2 separate regions of the Sus scrofa genome follow, and region 2 is linked to region 1. A link is a contact called in public HiChIP or PLAC-seq data. All regions are on one chromosome and are shown on one strand. The core of a region is the stretch at or near the end of the contact, and the rest is flanking DNA. Distances in the headings are between cores, read along the strand shown. Region 1 overlaps LOC106508546. Region 2 overlaps LOC106508546.

Region 1 (5,251 bases), core at 1,995-4,494:
GAAAAAAATTCCAGAGTGGATATAGTCAAAACAAGAATTAGTAAACTGGAAGATATTTCTTGAGTAAATCACAAAAAAAATGCAGCACAGAAAGATTACATAACATACTATGAAAGAATTCAAGAAATATGTATGATATACTGTGAAGATTCAACATACATATATTAGGATGTTCCAGAAAAAGAGATTAGAGCTAAAGGGAAAAGGAACCATGTTTGAGAAGAAAATTCTGTAGAGTCCTAAGATCAAAGTGGCTAGAAAAAATGGACAACCACTATGCAGAATAATAAAGGAGAATAATAAAAACCACACGGCTACTCTCTAGGAAAGCCTTTGAGGATTCATAATTTGTCAGAGATGATAGAATCTAATTCTCCAGATTCTTTCCTATATTTTGATAGAATAAATCATCTCTTAAAACAAATTGATGAGTGTAATTGAAAAGAGGATACAGGCAATATGATATTTATACTCAGTAGAGAAGGCATAAATTCACTGCAACAGATGTCTAGTGCTACCAGCACACAGGAAAAAAACCCCAGAAATTTAGTGACCATGAGATTTAAAGAAGTAAGTCAAAGAGTGTCATAACCTTAGCATATGTCCAGACCACTCTGTCACTCTTGCCTGTGAGATTATAATTGCAAACACACACACACACACACACACATTCCAGTCTGATGTGATATTGTAACAGAGGAAAAGGACAATGAATCACTTAATATGTTTAAGTAGATATAAGAGAGATGACTATATTAATCTGTAAATATAGTTCCATTGTTTCCTATTAATCTAGTACAGAATTTAAACATCCATGCAAAATTAGTCTTACATAAGTATGTTTATATATATTCATATTCTTTTTAAAAGCATGGTTTTAAAGTAATGCTATGATTGATTATGGTTTTTAAAAGATGACTTCACCTCAGTAACCAATCAATAAGTAAATAAAAATGCAAAAGACTGAAGATAACAGTTTAAGATAAATGTTAGTAAAATTTAGCAGTAGCTCTTTTTTCTTTTATGACAATGTATGAACTTAGAACAAACCCCATTCCTTTGCAGCCCCTCCCCATAGCAGGGTAACTTCCTGAGTTGTTGTTAGTACACAACTGAGGAGAATAATGAAGTTCTCTTTAATTTTTGGTCTCTGGATCGGTTTGGAGGGAATAGGTATGCAGTAAACATTTTTTTAAAAATAATCTTTGTAGCAAAGGGAAAAATTTTCAAAAGGCTCATTTTTTTGTCAAAGCTGTTCATAAATCCTCAGTCACACCTTAACTGCACTTACTGAGACACATTAGAAGAAAAACCCAAACAATTTACATCTCCGGTTTTGACCATTCATATCAAGATCACAACAAAAGACCTTATTAAAAACACTTTGGGTAATGTTGACAAGAACATCATTTGAAAAGCCCCAAAATGTTCATGCAAATAAAAACTTCAACATTTTCTCTTAAAAAAAAAAGGAAAGGTTTTCACTTTCCTATGGCACTAGTAAACAGCTAGGAACTGTGTATGTGGGCAAAGAAAGAATGAATGTAACAGGTGATGAGCATAATGAACTTGTTCTCTTAGAAAGGAATTTGCCAGCCACATTTTGCAATTGTTGAAAGAAGCTTATATCAAATCACAAGCAGAGCTCAAAAATAAGTATCCTTCTTTTAGATAGTTTTGTGTTAAAGTCAAGATTATTACTTAGTTCTACAACAGCTAAGTTCTCCATAAATATTTAGCAAAGAAGAGAGCTAAGTAATATTTCAAAACTGCTGTATAAGCGAAAACATATTCATTCTCCCTGAAAAGCTTTCCTCCCTTTATTGTAAAGTTTTTATAACTTCACAATTACTCCAATATATTTCATCCATTTATTAATTTACTTTATGAAACAGAAACTATAAATCTTAAAATATAAGAAGCTTAGTTTAGTATATTTCATTTTTAAATGATTATTCAAAATGGGTATTACAGAGGTGCTCTTTAAAAAGTTTAAATGAATATGAAACACAATAACAATGCAGACCTCTATATTCTATCAAATCAGCAGGATGGAAGACACAGTTTTCACTTCATTCATTTGGTAACATCTAATGCAGTCACTTTGTTAATAAAAATGCTTTTTAAACAAAGTCAACAATAGCGATAATATTTGGAACTCATTAAAATTATAATACTGAATTTGCAGTTTTTGCAGAAGAATCTCTTCTGTAACATTCTAGTAATACTTCCCCTAGATTCTGATTTTTTTTTTAAAGAAACACATTTAAAATAGGACTATAAGTATGGCTAAACTAAGAATTAAGCACGATTTACTCTCAGGTATTTTTCCCCAGGAAAAGCAAGCTTACTAATTGCCAAGATATTTGCACTGAAATAAAAACCACTTGGTATTGTTTCGAGATAATTATTATTTTAAAAAAAATGTGCAAAATTTCTGCAGTGAAATGTGATCAAACAAGACAGAAAGAAACAAAAGAAGTTTGCATGCTGCTTCTCGAAAGAAGCTTAAATAATCCTTTGCCAGGAATAACAACCATAAACTATAAGAAGGCAACTATTGGAATCAAAACACACTTACTTTTTAATATGTAAAGATGCACTTTTTCCCTATTTTAGATTAAAAATAAGAGGACAACCCAGTGAGTCTTGCTGGCAGTCAGATAACACACAGGCCCTGACCCTTTAACTCTCTGGAATTCTCACACAAAGCTCTTTTCATACAGACTGTGCTATATATTCCTGAGATAAGGCGGCAAAATGTGAAGCCGTGGAGAAGTGACACAAAGTTGGACTAAGTGAAATGTTTACATGTATTGTCACACCGCTGTTCCTTCATTACCTATTCCACCCCTGATTTGCCTAAAACAATATTTATTCAGGTTGGAGAGACGCATGATTTAAACAAAAGGACAATTTTAAGAAAAAGGACACCAAGACAATACAAATATTGTGTTTCTCTGTTAGCATTGCCAAGTTTAATGTGAGATCAAGCAGAAACAAAACCAGATCACTTAGAACTTTTAAGAAAGGCTCCTGCTATCATTCCCTTCAAAGCACAACAGATTTCTCTACTTGTTTTACAACACAGAAAGTAGACTTTAAGTAATATCTTAAATCTGCACTCACCATGCGAAAGCAACGGTTGCGTGGCGTAAAAGTGTGCTATTTTCTGCCCCTGTTCCATTTCAGTTTTGCCTATAGTTGTCCAACACCCAATAGCCCAGAGCTGCCACCCAGAGGCCCCTTCCACGAGCTGGCTTATTTGCCTGTCAATCTGAGTCCTGGCTTCTGTATTATGCGGCTGTGCACTTTGCTGAAGTTCTAATATCATTTCCATACGCTCCCCACCGCCTGAAGTAGGTAATTGGTTCTTTCAGCTCAATAAATACTCAGGTCACTTTTCGGGTAACTCTGAGATCAGGCTTTAAGTTGTCCACCTTCAAGTGAAAGAGTTCTTGGTTGGTGGGTGGAGAGAAGTAAGCTCACTACAGGGGAACTCAAAGTGTATTCACAACGCAGAGAAACTTCCTCTCTTTTTTCCTTCCTTGCGAGGCTGAGCTGCTAGTGACTCTCACAGAACTTAGGAATGTAAAGGGAGGACGCAAAGAGGCCCCTCCAGACAAGCCTTTCTCAATCAATTAGCTTGCAGCCATTACTTGTGACCTTAGGTCACACAGCATAAGTGTGTGGGGTGTGCCTTCGGGGGTCCCAAGGCTACTTATTACCGCTAAGATAACCAAAGCCAAGCAGACACTGGAATCTAGAAGTATTTTTAATAGAAAATATGCTAAAGATATGAAATAGTCCAAAGGTGAATTTCAAGTTTCTTTTTGCAGGAGAAACTATTAATTCAAAGATTTTTTTTTTTTTTCTGTTAAGAAGTCTCCAAATAATATATATTTTTTTCCACATTGGATCAAACAGGATTTAGAACCAAGCAGCAAGGCATTTCTTTTATATTAAATTTCAAGCTGGGAATATGGAAATGACAAAATAATTAATGCATCATAGAGTCACAGATATCACTTAATCACTTGGTTCCTAGGTTTTGTTTTAGGTTTTTTTTTTTTTTTTTGGCTTCTGACTTACCACACCTAACTGCAAAGTTAACCTATTATAAACAAAGTTCTTTATGCTTAATAACATCAAAATCATATCATTTGGGGAGATAAGAATGGTTATTTTAAACTCTTTCAAGTTTTCATATTAATGTCATGCTTTCTCTTATTCTAGTAACTCATTACACCATAATTTTGTTTTGTTCTCTAGTTAAGACAAACATTCCTCTCTTTCAAATATATGTAAAAATGAGGGCTAAACATAACCAAAAAAATGAAGCACTAAAGAGAAATGCAATCTTTTAAAACTTCAGGTTTGTTTAAACTTCATATATTAAGTTTGCTTGTCCCTTGAAAACACCTTAAAAATAGCCACTATATTATCAACAAGTTAATGACAGAAATATCAGGGAATTGTATTTCAGATCAAGTTCATGCTTTGGGATAATACAATCCAATTAAAAGCACATATTTTATACTGACTATATGGACAATCACTCCCCCCCCCACTGTCCTGCAATAGCTATCATTCAAAGGTGGATTTGCCACACCCACATTTTCTCACTCTGTTTACTCTGTGATGACACAAAACATCATCTGGTGCGGCCCTGTATAGGAATGGCAGTATTGCATATGGATGCTGAACTTAGCATTTCCATCCCATTAACCTTTACTTGGTCAATGGAATTATCTTCAAATTGGATACTGTCTGAATAAAATAAAACAAACAAACCAAAAATCCAAGAAGGAATAAAACAGGTGAGACAAGTAGGATCAGATAATAGTATCTAGTCAATAGGATTCATTTTTAAAATTGTAGTGATAGAAAATATAGTAATTAAAAGTATTAAAATCTGGGAACTATATCTAGTCACTTATGATGGAGCATGATGGAGAATAATGTGAGAAAAAGAATATATAGGCATGTGTGACTAGGTCACCTTGCTGTACAGTAGAAAATTGACAGAACCCTGTAAACCAGTTATAATGGAAAAAAATTTTAAAATATCATTAAAAAAAAAGGGTGATAAAATCAATTATGGGTGGGGGTTAGGGCAGAAATGGGTTTCCATTTTCTCCAATATACAGTAGGAGTCATTGATCAGTTTGAAAAGGGAGGTTGGCACAGCCTCTAAGTTTAAAAAAATAAAATAAATACAAATATCAAATTATTATGTTGTACACCTAAA
Region 2 (5,527 bases), core at 2,185-4,684, 140 kb before region 1:
GTTCCCATCGTGGCGCAGTGGTTACCGAATCTGACTAGGAACCATGAGGTTGCGGTTCATCCTTGCCCTCAGTGGGTTAAAGATCCGGTGTTACCGTGAGCTGTTGTGTAGGTCGCAGATGCTGCTTGGATCTCTCATTGCTGTGGCTCTGGCATAGGCTGCCAGCTACAGCTCTGATTAGACCCCTAGCCTGGGAACCTCCATATGTTGTGGAAGCGGCCCAAGAAATGGCAAAAAGACACAGAAAAAGAAAAAAAAAGAAATAGAAAATCTATATTGGGAAAGAACTGAGTGGCCAGTGGCATCTCATCTGAGATTCACATTTTCCCTTGAATGCCTTTCCTTTGTATATCTTACTATACCAACTCACCCAACTCAGGGGTCCCAGAGTTTGTGTTTTTTGCTCAAGCTATTTTAAATGAGACATCTCCCACTAAAGCTGAAAGGGATCTGACCCATACATCAAACAACTGCAATTTAGAATCTCAAGGTTGAACTGGTACTAACCAATAACAATCAACAGATATTTATTGTATCTAATGAAAATATATAAAAATTCAAAGCACTTTTCAGGTGCCAACTCATTTAATTGCCACAACCACCCAACAAGGAAAATATTGATATTATCCCCATTAAAGGAAACTTAGACACAAGATATTGTAATTCCCCAAGATCTCACAACTAGTAAAAGGAAAGTTTTGAATCTGAACTCAGATCATCTGACCCCAATGTTCAGACTCAAACTTGTTTGACTCCCTCTCTTGATATGAACTGAGTTCTGATTCAGCCATCTAATAGCTAGGTGCTTCCATATCTCTGAAACTTATTTTTTTTTTTTCATCTCTAAAAGAGAAATACTAGAGTTTATGCTGTGGCACAGCGGGTTAAGAATCTGGCGTTGTCGCTGCAGTGCCTCAGGTTGCTGCTAAGACACAGGTTCAATCCCCAGCCCCGTGCAATGGGTTAATGATCCAGTATTGCCATATCTGTGGCCTAGGTCTCAGCTGTGCCTTGAATTTGATCCCTGGTCCAGGAAGTTCCATATTCCTTGGGTATGGCCAAAAATTTTTTTAAAATACTGAAAAAATTAAAGTGGAGTACTATGCCCTACTGCAGAAATTTTTGAGGAAATTGAAAGAGATCATGCTTATTAAAGCATTTTGGAAATTGCCTAGTAATAGAGAAATGTCAGTTCATATTATAAAATTATAAACTACATTAAGGCTTTATCAGCTATGAATCTTGTAATTGAGTTACTATAAAATTTAATCAACATATTTTAGTCAATAGTATCTCAAAAAAGTAGATACAAGTGTCAAGTCCGCTGTCGGGAAGCAGCTTTTAATCAAAACTAAAATAAATAATTCTGGTGTATAAAATCTACTTTCCTTCAATAATGATGATAATGACTAAGATAAAATTAACATATTTCAATATTTCACATTTTCAAAATTATTTTACTTTTTTTTAAACCTCATGTGGTATATTTTAGTGTCTTGGGATGTGCATTATATTTATTTTTTTCCCTGCTCATGTCAATCTACTGCTACTGGGCAAGTTTTAGTAATAAGTATTCTGGGTGACAGAGCTTTATAAAGCTCACTGTGAAGCCCTCAAAATGATAAATATGGAATATGTATTCAAATCTGCTTTTGAATGCCTTTCTTTTACCTCTCTTGAAGACTGATTAAGATTTAGAATTTACCCATAATGTTAGATATAAATGAAATTAAAAGACAATATGTGCCACAAAGGCCAAATTACACATTTGGTCCAAGTCCTTGTTGTTAATATAAAATAAAAATTCTATACAGCATAAATATTCATTCATATATTTAATCATTTCTTCCTGTCTGGCAATTTCAGTTAATCTTTATGCATTTATATGCTCAAATTCATGTTTATTTTAAGATAGCTTGACAATAGAACTATGCTGATTAATATTACAATAAGCTAGTAAATCTTTATTATTTCTAAATAGTATGTTTTAATTACCAACTCTAAATCTTATAGTCATAACTAATATTCACAAATATCAAAATATCACTTAATTCTGTATAGCCCAATATAATTGAGAGAAAATTTGGAACTGAAGGAATTGTTTTTTTGGCCTGCATCACATACTGAATAATTTACTCTAGTAATGTAATGTTGCATGCAGTTCATAAAAATATTCTAATTAGATCACTACCACTAATCATATTCAATTTATCTAAATCTTAGAGAAAGTCAAGAAAAGGAATCATAAAACTAGAGAAAGTGAGCAAAGAATACACTAGAATATGAATTAGGTGTCCCAGAAATAGAACAATAACAACAAAGCTATGAAATTAAATGTATATGCTACGAATTTACATGCTTATAAATTTGATCTCCATATAAGCCCCTAGCAATTCTAAAATAGTTTACCTAAGCCAATTCCTTATTGCCAATATATTTCTCAGAAATAACTCCTTTTCACATTTATATAAGTCACAGAGGTCTGTTTTATGACAACACATAATCAGGCAAAATAAAATGTTACATAAAACAGAAAAAAAGTTACAATTTGTTTTTTAGTAGTGTGCTAATGAGCCACAGCAGGGCAATTCTTTTATCATGGCTTAAAATTAAACAGATACAAGGGTAGCTGCTGATTTATATTTCCCTTATTTGACTTTTTATACATATGCAATATTATTTTTAAGCTCATTCGTATTCATGTGACTCGGATTGCAATTTCAAGTCTGGAAGGTTTGATTTCATTAAACACTTTTGCCGCAATCAAAACGTCTGTATACACATGAATATTTCAAAACCAGTATCCATTTCTTTTAAATTTGCAATGTTGCATTAAGTATAATGGCAAGGAAAATGTGCATGGGATATAACATAAAATTTTTGAACAGGTTTATTGAAAAAGCTGGATTTGGTAGGAACTGAAGTCCAAAATAAACAACCAACTTTATTTTTTTAACTAATGTCTTTCATCCATGCTACTCTGAATATACATGCTTTTTTTCTGAAAAAAAAAAAAGAAAAAAAAGTCTTGGGAAGAGCCACAGCTATTTTAGACAATTCCCTGCTTTAAAATTTATAGTGCAGTCTAACACTTTCATCTCTTCTAGCTGGGCTTGACTCACTCAGGCTCAAAAATTATCTTTTTTTTTTTTTTTTTTTCCTTTTTAGGGCCACACCCATGGCATATGGAAGTTCCTAAGCTAGGGGTCAAACCGGAGCTAGAGCTGCCAGCCTAAGCAACAGCCATAGCAACACAGGATCTGACAGTGACTGCGACCTACACTGCAGCTCATGGCAACTCTGGGTCCCCAGCTCACTGAGTGATGCCAGGGATTTTACCCACATCTTCATTGATACCAGTCAGATTCATTTCCCCTGTACCACAACAGGAACTCCACGGCTCAGAAATTATAACGGCAGAGAAAGAGGGAAGGGCATACGTGGTTACTTCTTTGCACAATTCACATCTTGAGTTGCTTTCCCCCACTCTGCTGGCCCAAGATTAGAGAAGTGGGGGGAAACTTAAAGTGCAGAAAGTATCTTTTTAAATTAGCACAGTTGTAACTTGTGCTGGTGCTGTTTCTCTTAGGATGCTTTTCTATGTTTTTGTGGTCTACGAAATACCCCTTTAAAGATTAAGCAGCCAGGTTAATTTCTCTAATATCTAATGTGAAGGTTTAAAATATTTCTTTAGAATGTGTGAGCTATATGTTAAATTTCTAAAAATTATAATGGAGTGCTTTCTGAAGTAGAGAGTTCTAGAAATATTCAAATAATTTGAAAGACTGTTTGCCTCTTAGGTAAAAGATTAGAATAGATGGTATTTAAAGCCTTTCCAAATCTAAGCTATTATGATTCTATAAACTATACAGGGACTGAACAAATGATAACAGATGAATTGGATGATAGCTAAAATTCTGAATCTGTTTGCATTCAAAATCAGCATGGTCCTATAAGACTAATATAATTTGGAATAAAGCAGAGATGGAAAGGGAAGGCAGCTGATATTTAATAAGATTCTACTTTACCATTGACAGTGAGAGTCTGATAGTGGTGTGTGTGTGTGTGGTGGGGGGGGGGGTGTGTTTCAGCATCATTTCCTCATCTGAGACTTTCTACAGACTGACAATATAGCATTTCTATTTTCTACCTTAGTAAACTGAAGCTCAGAGAATTTGAATTACTTGAGCATCTGTCGCTGATAAGTGGATCTAGAACTGGATCAGTCCAGTCACAACCACTCTGACAATAAGACCGACCGATGTTTTTTTTCACCAAAGCAAGCTATCTACAAACTCAAAATTTCCCTAGCTCAATGGAAATTATATTTTTACCCCCAAGTGATCTAAAACTAAAGGTCATGTCAACACTACTGTCATAATCATCCAATATTTAATGACATTACTTACCACAGTAAATTTCAAAATAGATCATTAGAGCAACCTTCAGAAAAATGTTTAAAAGTTTAGAAGCATCTTCTCTTATAAGGAAAATAGAACAGTTTCTTTAAATATACATCATATGATTCTAAATAAGTTTTCACCATCAGGCACCTGCAACTGAATTTGGCTGGTATTAAAAGCCCTCTTGACAGAACACTGGTGAAGGTAAAATAATATGCGAGGAACCTGGGTGAGGGCAGATTGGTGAATTAATCTTGTGATAAATGAAGGAAGAAGTAGAATAGAGGAAAAATGCTCAATTGTGCAGCATAGCTATTCCACTTTCTTTTGAAAATGTATAACTAAGCAAACTGACTTAAGCAGATGTCACCAAGATGTTAATTGAACTTGAATGATCCAAGAGGCCAAGATCATATAATAGAAAAATTCACTTAAAATGTGACTTAAAGTAGAAAATTCCAAAATACCTGAGTAGATAATATATTTATAATCTTGCAGAACTAAAATCTGTCTTACGGCTCAAGCTCCTGACACCAACTTGAACCCACTGGACATATGTGAAGTGACCTCCAATTATGCCTATAGGAAATGTGTGTCAATCATAAAGCATCCTTATAAACATTAGTCATAGATAAATAACTGAAAAATAAGCACAACTGTTAAAGAATGAACTACAAACTAATAATTTCTTAAAATAAAAAGAAATTCCAACAGGTTCAAAGCTTCCTTTTATGATCTAGAACTAGGTATTTCCCTCCAAAACTGTAGCTTAGTCTCCTTTTATTAGAGAAAATCCATGCTGCTACTATTTAACTATCCTGTTGGGTTTTCTGCCATTCCTTGGGTAAGGCCTACAAAATAAACTTTAGTAGCTTTATTCCTACACTTTAGTTGAAAGTTGAATTTTATTAAAATATATGTTTTAATTTTCTGTAACAAAATTTTTTTCATTTTTATGGCCACACCTGCAGCATATGGAAATTCCTGGGCTAGGGGTTCAATCTGAGCTGCAGCTGCCCACCTACACCACAGCCATAGCAACAGCGGATCCAAGCCACATAATTGCGGCAATGCCAGATCCTTAACCCACTGAATGAGGCCAGGGATGCAACCCGCAACCTCGT

The links. HiChIP or PLAC-seq counts read pairs in DNA pulled down with a chosen protein or histone mark.
Region 2: a contact with region 1 is called in an H3K27ac HiChIP or PLAC-seq map of alveolar macrophages. The contact joins two enhancer-like sites. A contact is called at or near these places in 3 of 47 Hi-C or Micro-C datasets (embryonic fibroblasts, heart right ventricle and liver) and 1 of 2 datasets of contacts at active chromatin or transcription factors (alveolar macrophages).

What each region holds. Positions count from the first base shown.
Region 1 is chr13:180,979,139-180,984,389 of Sscrofa11.1, reverse strand. The region is part of intron 2 of LOC106508546; the gene reads right to left. Among named protein-coding and RNA genes, the nearest start is that of MIR99A, 320 kb to the left of the region's middle. Within about 2 kb of position 3,244, at least 37 of the 83 cell types and tissues checked have an H3K27ac peak or open chromatin away from gene starts, as enhancers often do. A contact at or near this core is called in alveolar macrophages, where this site is marked.
Region 2 is chr13:181,118,593-181,124,119 of Sscrofa11.1, reverse strand. All of the region lies in intron 5 of LOC106508546, which reads right to left. Among named protein-coding and RNA genes, the nearest start is that of MIR99A, 180 kb to the left of the region's middle. Within about 2 kb of position 3,434, at least 2 of the 83 cell types and tissues checked have an H3K27ac peak or open chromatin away from gene starts, as enhancers often do. A contact at or near this core is called in alveolar macrophages, where this site is marked.